Regions from separate parts of the Sus scrofa genome. Here region 1 is linked to region 2. Evidence: chromatin contacts called from public HiChIP or PLAC-seq data. All regions are on one chromosome and are shown on one strand. The core of a region is the stretch at or near the end of the contact, and the rest is flanking DNA. Distances in the headings are between cores, read along the strand shown.

What was found. HiChIP or PLAC-seq counts read pairs in DNA pulled down with a chosen protein or histone mark.
Region 1: an H3K27ac HiChIP or PLAC-seq map of skeletal muscle shows a contact between it and region 2. The contact joins the promoter of FKBP9 here to the promoter of NT5C3A in region 2. A contact is called at or near these places in 1 of 5 promoter capture datasets (liver), 21 of 47 Hi-C or Micro-C datasets (alveolar macrophages, blood, embryonic fibroblasts and 9 more) and 2 of 2 datasets of contacts at active chromatin or transcription factors (alveolar macrophages and skeletal muscle).

Annotation. Positions count from the first base shown.
Region 1 is chr18:40,529,734-40,533,634 of Sscrofa11.1, forward strand. It overlaps FKBP9 (FK506 binding protein 9), which reads right to left and starts at 2,526. Exons shown (of 10, transcript NM_001252232.1): 1 at 2,181-2,526. The coding sequence starts at 2,413.
Region 2 is chr18:40,439,064-40,442,819 of Sscrofa11.1, forward strand. NT5C3A (cytosolic 5'-nucleotidase 3A) reads left to right here and starts at 1,827. Exons shown (of 9, transcript XM_003360167.2): 1 at 1,827-2,297. The coding sequence starts at 2,160.

The DNA of each region.
Region 1 (3,901 bases), core at 1,276-3,775, 91 kb after region 2:
TAATATCCCAAAAGCATAAACAACTCAAATACCCATCAACCAATGTAGACATAAACAAAATATGGTATAGCCATGCAATGGGATATTTATACAGCCATAAAAAGGAAGCAAGTACTACACATGCATGCTACATGAATGAACCCTTTAAATAGTATGCTACGTGAAAAAAGCCAGACTCAAAGGTTGCAAATTGCATGATTCCATAAAGAAAAGTATATTAATGGTTACCTAGGGTGGAGGGGACAGAAGTGACTTGCTGATGGGGATTTTTTTGGAGTGATGAAAATGTTCTGGGGAATTCCTGTAGTGGCTCAACAGGTTAAGAAACCAACTAGTGGAGTTCCCGTCTTGGATCAGTGGTTAACAAATCCGACTAAGAACCATGAGGTTTCGGGTTCGATCCCTGGCCTTGCTCAGTGGGTTAAAGATCTGGCATTGCCGTGAGCTGTGGTGTAGGTCGCAGATGCGGCTCAGATCCCGAGTTGCTGTGGCTCTGGCATAGGCCGGTGGCTACAGCTCCAATTCAACCCCTAGCCTGGGAACCTCCATATGCCACGGGAGTGGCCCAAGAAATGGAAAAAAGACACACACACACAAAAAAAGAACCCAACTAGTATCCATGAGGATGAGGTTCAATCCCTGACCCTGCTCATTGGGTTAAGGACCCAGCATTGCTGTGAGCAGCAGCGTAGGTCAAAAACGAGGCTCAGATCTGGTGTGGCTGTGGCTGTGGTGTAGTCTGGCAGCTAAAGCTCTGATTCAGCCCCTAGCCTGGAAACTTCCAAATGCTGCGAGTGCGGCCCTCAAAAGACCAAAAAAAAAAAGCTCTGGAATTAAGGTTGTGATGGTTGCACAACTCTATGAATATTCTAAAAACCACTGACTTGTACACTTTAAATGGATGAATTGTATGGAATGTGATTTATATCTCAAAGCTGTTTTTTAAAAAAAGAAGCAACTAAAACAGTAGTGAGAATGACTACTTTTTATTTTTTGAGAATAACTATTTCTAAGCACTCGCTATGTGTCACATAGTATATTAAACACCTTTTGTATATTCACTCATTGTCTGGAATTTCAAAAAAGGTAAGAGAGGCTAAGATTATTTTTTAAAAGACAGCTTCAGGAATGAGCTTAGCCCAGCCTAGAGCACAGAGCAGACACTCAACAAATTTTGTCTCTGCTTCATTTGGTGATACACTGAGAGACATGTGGGCACCGACCTGGGATTGTGACAAAGTCTCAGGGAGGACAGCAGCCTGGAGCTGGAGGAGAAGAGGCCTGTTAACCCTAAAACTAAACTGGAGAGAAGCTGGGAGAGGTGCTGTGCTCTTGGGGCAGAGCTTAGGGCAGGAATCGCCGGCATGGTGCACGACCACAGGGCAGAGCTGAGTGACTTACTCTGGACTGCCCCCTGCTAAGGGAAGTTTTTGGAAGGCCATAAGGGGGGGAGATGGCGGGGGGGCGGCAGTGGTAGTTAACAGGCACAGACTCCTGCCTTGGATGGTCTGAGTTTCAAAATGATTCCACTGAAACAAGTTTCTTGGCCTCAATGGCCTCAAGATATCTCACTGGCAAAATGAGAGTGATGAGAGTACTTACCTGGGAGAACTGGAAGAAGTAAATGAGTTCACTACATGGAAAGCAGTTAGAACCACCCCAGCGCACTGTAACAGCTCCCTAAACCTTCGCGGCTGCTATCAGCACTTTCATCACCACCACCACTATCGCCATCATCATGGAGAGGTCTGTCTGACTAGCCGCTCGAGTGCCATCCCGGAAGGAACAGGAAAAGGAGATGGCAAGGGGACACCAACATTTACACTTGGGGGTCTGCTCGCGGACTGCCAACTTTACACAGAGCTCGCCTATGTCGATGCGCTGGGCAGGGAGGAAGGGCGTGATTTGTCCCAACCCCGCGGCGCAAGGTCCTAGAGATTCCAGCCCCAAGCAGGCGGACCAGAGGAGCAAAAGAATCGGGAGGCTCGCCCCCTCAACCCGGCAGAGAGATTAAGGGTCGGGGAAGTTTGGGGGTAGAAGGAGCGAGAGGGAGGAGCGCGGGTTCGCTGGGCGGGGCTGGGGGAGGTCCGTCGGGAGGGAAAGGCCTTTCCGGAGAGCGGGAAGCGGGAGAGCGGGCGCTGCAGCCTCCAAACCGGAGCCGGGCGCGCAGGGCGCGGTACCTGGAGTCGAACTTCTGGCCGTCGGGAAACGTCCCCACGTAGTGGTAGCGCACGAAGTCGCCACTGTGCACGGTGCGCGGACACTCGTCGGGCACGAAGCGCCGCTCGATCTGCAGTTCGGTGTCGGAGCCCAGGCCCAGGCCCGCCACGGGGGCCGCCTGCCCCGTCACCCAGAGCAGGAGCAGGAGCAGCGGCGGGGGCGGGGGCCGCCAACTCCGGGCCCTGACCGCCATCCGGGGCAGCGAGGAGAGGAGGGGGCGCGGCGCGGAGCCGGCGAGGGCGCACAGAGCTCGGGCGCGTGGGGCGAGCCCGGGCGCTCGGCGGCGTTTGCAAACGTGGAAAAGACTCCCGGCCCTCCCCCGGCAGCAGCCACCCCCCTCTCTCCCGCCCCCCGCCCCGCGGCCACATCCGAGGGAGGGGAGGAGCCTCGGCCGCGAGCCAGGACCGGCCTGCTGCTCCCTGCGCCGCCGGGCCAGTGAGCCGGCCCGCCCGGGAAGAGGCGGGCCTTCTGGCAAGTTCAAAGGGGACCCGTCCCCGAGGGAGAAATCGTGAACTCCTCGGGACTGGGCTTCGGCCCAAAGTTGGAAAAGAAAACTTTTGCTGCCCAAGCAAACCCTAAGGTCTCCGCCTGCCCCTCGAGACTCTCCGGATTTAGGACCAGTAGAGGCTCCTACGTGGCGGTGGATCCAATTACCCCTTGCTGCTTTGGGGAGGGAGGAAAACTTTTTTTTTTTTTTTTTTTTTGAACTTGGTTTCAAGGCTGGATTCTACGTGGAAAAAGACTGAAACCATTTTTTAGGATTTTTTTTTTTTCAGGATTTTCTTTTCATACTTAGAGAAAGGGTATTGTGAGACCATTGCTAAGTGTTCACTGACCAGTCAATGGATGTACTTAATCGCAAACGACCCACATGGTCTCACACACGTGATCGGGTCAGTTAGGACTTAATACGAGAGACCCAGATGCTGCGGGAACTCCATTAGTTAAATGCATTCTTAGCTTTGAATTGGTTGACCTTTTATCTTTCCAACTATCATTTAATGTTTTTTTCTTTAGCCTCACCAGCAGCATGCAAAATTTCCCGGGCCAGGGATGGAACCCAAGCCACAGCAGTGACAACGCCAAGTCCCCAACTGCTAGCCACCAGGACTCCCAAGCATCCTTTATTAAGAGCAAAGACAGGAGTTCCCATTGTGGCTCAGCAGTAACGAACCCGAGTCGCATCCGTGAGGATGCAGGTTTGATCCTTGGCCTCGCTCAGTGGGTTAAGGATACCGCATTGCTGTGAGCTGTGGTGTAGGTCGCAGTGCGGCTAGGATCTGGTGTTGCTGTGGTGTAGGCTGGCGGTTGCAGATCCGATTCAACCACTAGCCTGGGAACTTCCATGGCCATTGGTGAGGCCCTGAAAAAAAAAAAAAGAGCAAAGACGACCTTTCCAGAAAGCCTCCCTCCTACAGACCTCCTCTCATATCTCACTGACTAAAATTGCATCCCATGCCCATTGCTAACCAATCAGTAGAAGAGAAATATGATTGGTTTAAGACTATTTAAGATTCATCTCCAGAGAGCAGGGAAAGGGCTTCCACTCTCCAACCAGCCTTCTCTGAAGTAGAGGCCTACCTAAGCTTCCTAAACAAAACCAGAATCCTGTTAGTAAGGAGGAAAGAATGCAGAATGGCGTTTGGTTTGTCAACCAGATATGTTTGCCACAGATTATCGA
Region 2 (3,756 bases), core at 577-3,076:
AAGGGGAAATGATGGAAGAGGCAATGATTGATTGGGATGTAACGGGAAAAGGACAAACACCTCCTTGCTCCATCTTTATTCTGTTGTCATAGCAATTTTTTTTAACGTGAGTTGTATAAAACACATAAAATTTACCAATGTATCTATTTTAAAAGGTAAAGTACAGTAGTGTTAAGGATAGGCATATAAGGGAGTTCCCGCTGTGACTCATCAGGTTAAGAACCTGACTAGTATCCATGAGGATGCGGGTTTGATCCCTGGTGCCACTCAGTGGGTTAAAGGATCCAGGGTTACTGTGATCAGTGGTGTAGGTGGCAGACATGGCTCAAATTCAGCATTGATGTGGCTGTGGCATAGGCTGAAAGCTGCAGCTCTAATTCTACCTTTAGCCTTGGAACTTCCATATGATGCATATGTGGCCCTTAAAATATATATATACATATATATATATATACACATATATATAGACACATAGTTCTGTAACAGACCTCTAGAACTTTTTCATCTTACAAAACTGAAACAACATTCGCTGAAGACTCCCCCATTTCCTCTTCCTCAGAACCCTCCACCACCACTCTTTCTGTTTCTGAGTTCAACTACCTCATATAAATGGAATAATGCAGCATTTGTCTTTTTAATGAATGTCTTATTTATCTTAGCATGATGTCCTCAAGAATCATCTGTATTGTCAAATTCTGCAGAACTCCCCTGTTTTAAAGGCTAAATAGTATTCATTTGATGTAGGTATCACATTTACCACATTTTCTTTGTGCATTTATCTGTCAATGAGCATTTAGGTTGTCTCCATGGCTTGGCTATTACGTATAGCGCTGTAGTGAACATGGGAGAGCTTAAATTTGAGTACCTGCTTTTAACTTCTTCTGAATACTGGATCATATAATTGTTTTTAATTTTTTTGAGGAACCTCCGCGCTTTTTCCACAGTGGCTACACCAATTTACATTTCCACCTACAGTGCACAAGGGTTTCAATTCTCTACATCCTCAGCAGCACTTTTTTTTTTTTTTTTTTTTGCCACATCTGCGCTATGTGGACATTGTTTCACCAGAGGTCAAACCTGCACCAGCAGTGACATAGTCAGATCCTTAACATGCACCACCAGGGAACTTCTCACCAACACTTTTAACTTTACATTTTTTTTTTGACAATGATCATCTTAACTTGTATGAACTGATATCTTGATGTGGTTTTGATTTGCATCTTCCTAATGATTAGTGATCCTAACGGTTAGTGATATTGAGTATCTTTTCATAAGCTTCTTTTTTGGCCGCACCTTCAGCACATGGAGGTTTCTGGGCCAGGGGTTGAATCTGAGCCAGAGCTGCCAGCCTACACCACAGCCACAGCAACATAAGATCTGAGCTACACCTGTGACCTACATCGCATCTTGCCGCTAGGCCAGATCCTTCACCCGCTCAGTGAGGCCAGGGATCTACCTGTATCCTCATGGATACCAGTTGGGTTCTTAACCCGCTGAGCCACAAGGGGAACTACATCTATTGTCTATTTTTTAATGGAGATGTTTTTTGTTGTTGTGTTCTTCACGTACAGGAGTCTTTAATATAATTTGGGTGTTAACTCCTTATCAAATACACGGTTTGCAATTTTTTTTTCTCACATTCTATAGGTCGCCTTTCTACTGTTTTATCCTTTACTGCACCCTGCAGTTTGTCGTAGCACTTTAAAGCCAAGCTACTGCGCAAATCAGACTGCTGAGCCGCCATGCCTTCTGGGGGTTGTAGTCCTGAGGTCTCAGGAGGGCGGAGGATTTTTTTACCGGTGTACCTTGTTTGCAATCAGATTTCTATCGGGCAGGGCTGGAATGAACCACTGCCTGGCCCTCATTAGCAGAGAGAGAATTAATACAATTCCCCTTTTCTGTCCTTGCACAATTCTTCAACCGCTTGTCTCTGAGAAGACAAGCTTCCCTCCTCGGCCTCCCACGCAGACCAGGCTCCCTAGCCCCCTTGGGTTCCCCGGCTCAGGCGTCTGTGGGCGGGGCTTTCCATTGGGGCGGGGATTTCCTGGGGGGCGGGGCCAGGCCGGGGGTCCAGGCTTCTCCGCCAGCCTGCGGCTCTGAGGCCTGCAGCCGTCCAGCGACCTCTTCTCTTGCAGCGGGAGGCACAGGAGGACCCGTCCATGGACCGAGCGGCCGTGGCGAGGGTGGGCGCGGTAGCGAGCGCCAGCGTGTGCGCCCTGGTGGCAGGGGTGGTGCTGGCCCAGTACATATTCACCTTGAGGAGGAAGACGGGCCGGAAGACCAAGATCATCGAGATGGTGAGTATCGAGGCTCCTCGCCGGAGCGCTTGGGGGGCCGCGGTGGTCTGTTCCGGCCTCGCCTTCCCGCGGCGGCCGCTGCTGGAATTTGAGGGGCCTTCAGGGGACCCTTTCGCCCCGCGTGCGGCGACCCTGCGGTGACCTGGTCTGGACCCTCAGCGGCGGCACGAGGCTTCCCGTGGGCTTTGTTTCGTCTCCATTTGAAACAAAAAGGCAGCTAATGTGTGAAACGGGCTACCTCCCGAGGCGCCCCTCGTGTTTTTCTAGAAATAAGCGGAACTTTCTGGGCAGGTTTCTCCCTCCTTCCTCCGTCCTGCGCAGACCGTTGCTGCAGCCCAGTTACGACTGAGTTGTTTTTGCACCGTGGCGAGGATGAGTTCCATTATGAAAGGATGTAACTCCTCAGTGGGTGATTAGAGGAATGCTGGTTGGAGTTCAGAATAGTTTTCTATTTGAATGTTATTCCTTCGTGTCCCAAACTGCCGGAAAGTATTTGTGTTCATTTTTTTACCACCACCCCCAAACCTTTTACATAACGTTTTTGAAATTTATTTCTAGTATTAGAGTGTTTGGGAGTTCCCTTGTGGTTCAGCGATTTAAGGGCCTGACATTGTCAGTGCAGCGGACCGGTGGCTGCTAAGGCTGGGGTTCCCTGGCCGGGGAACTTACACATGCCTAAAAAAAAAGTGTTTGAAGAACCCCGTTTGAGGTACTGTATTATAATGCTCCAACAGTGGGGATGTTTTTATTTCTGCAGGGTTTTTTGTTTGTCTTTTTCGGGCTGCACCGGAGGCATGTGGAAATTGTCAGGCTGGGGGTCAAATCGGAGGAACTGTGGCAGTGGGCCTACTTACTCCTCAACCATAGCAACCGCACCTGCCACCTTAGCCCTCTGAGCAGTGGTGTCAGGGTCCTAACCCACATCCTCACAGATACTCGTCGGGTTCTTAACCCACTGAGCCACAACAGGAACTCCCATTTTTGTGTTTTAATTAGGTCCCATCAAGACAATTTCCTCAGTGAGTTGCATTCTGATATATTTACTGGAGTGAATAGTCCCATGTTTACGCCTGATAATGTAGTGCATGCGGGGACTTCTGGGGTTAACAATTTTTGACAGATTTAAATAATATCACTTCAGGTTTGTATACTTAAAATACTTAGCTTCAGTCATATGTCCTCATTGATCAAAGAAACTATTTGTTGTTTGCTATTGGCCTTAGGTTGAAAACAGGAATATTTTCCCATAAATAAAAGTAAAAAAAAGTTAACTCTTGCATGTCTCATATGCCAATAATATTCCTAAGTTTTGTTTATTGCTGGAATTAAATTAGTCTTGAGTTAGTATTACACAGTCTTTGCTCCATCTTTATGCTCATAGCGGCAAACATCAAAAATTTCATTTTGGCGTTCCCATCATGGCTCAGCAGTTAACAAACCCGACAAGGATCCATGAGGT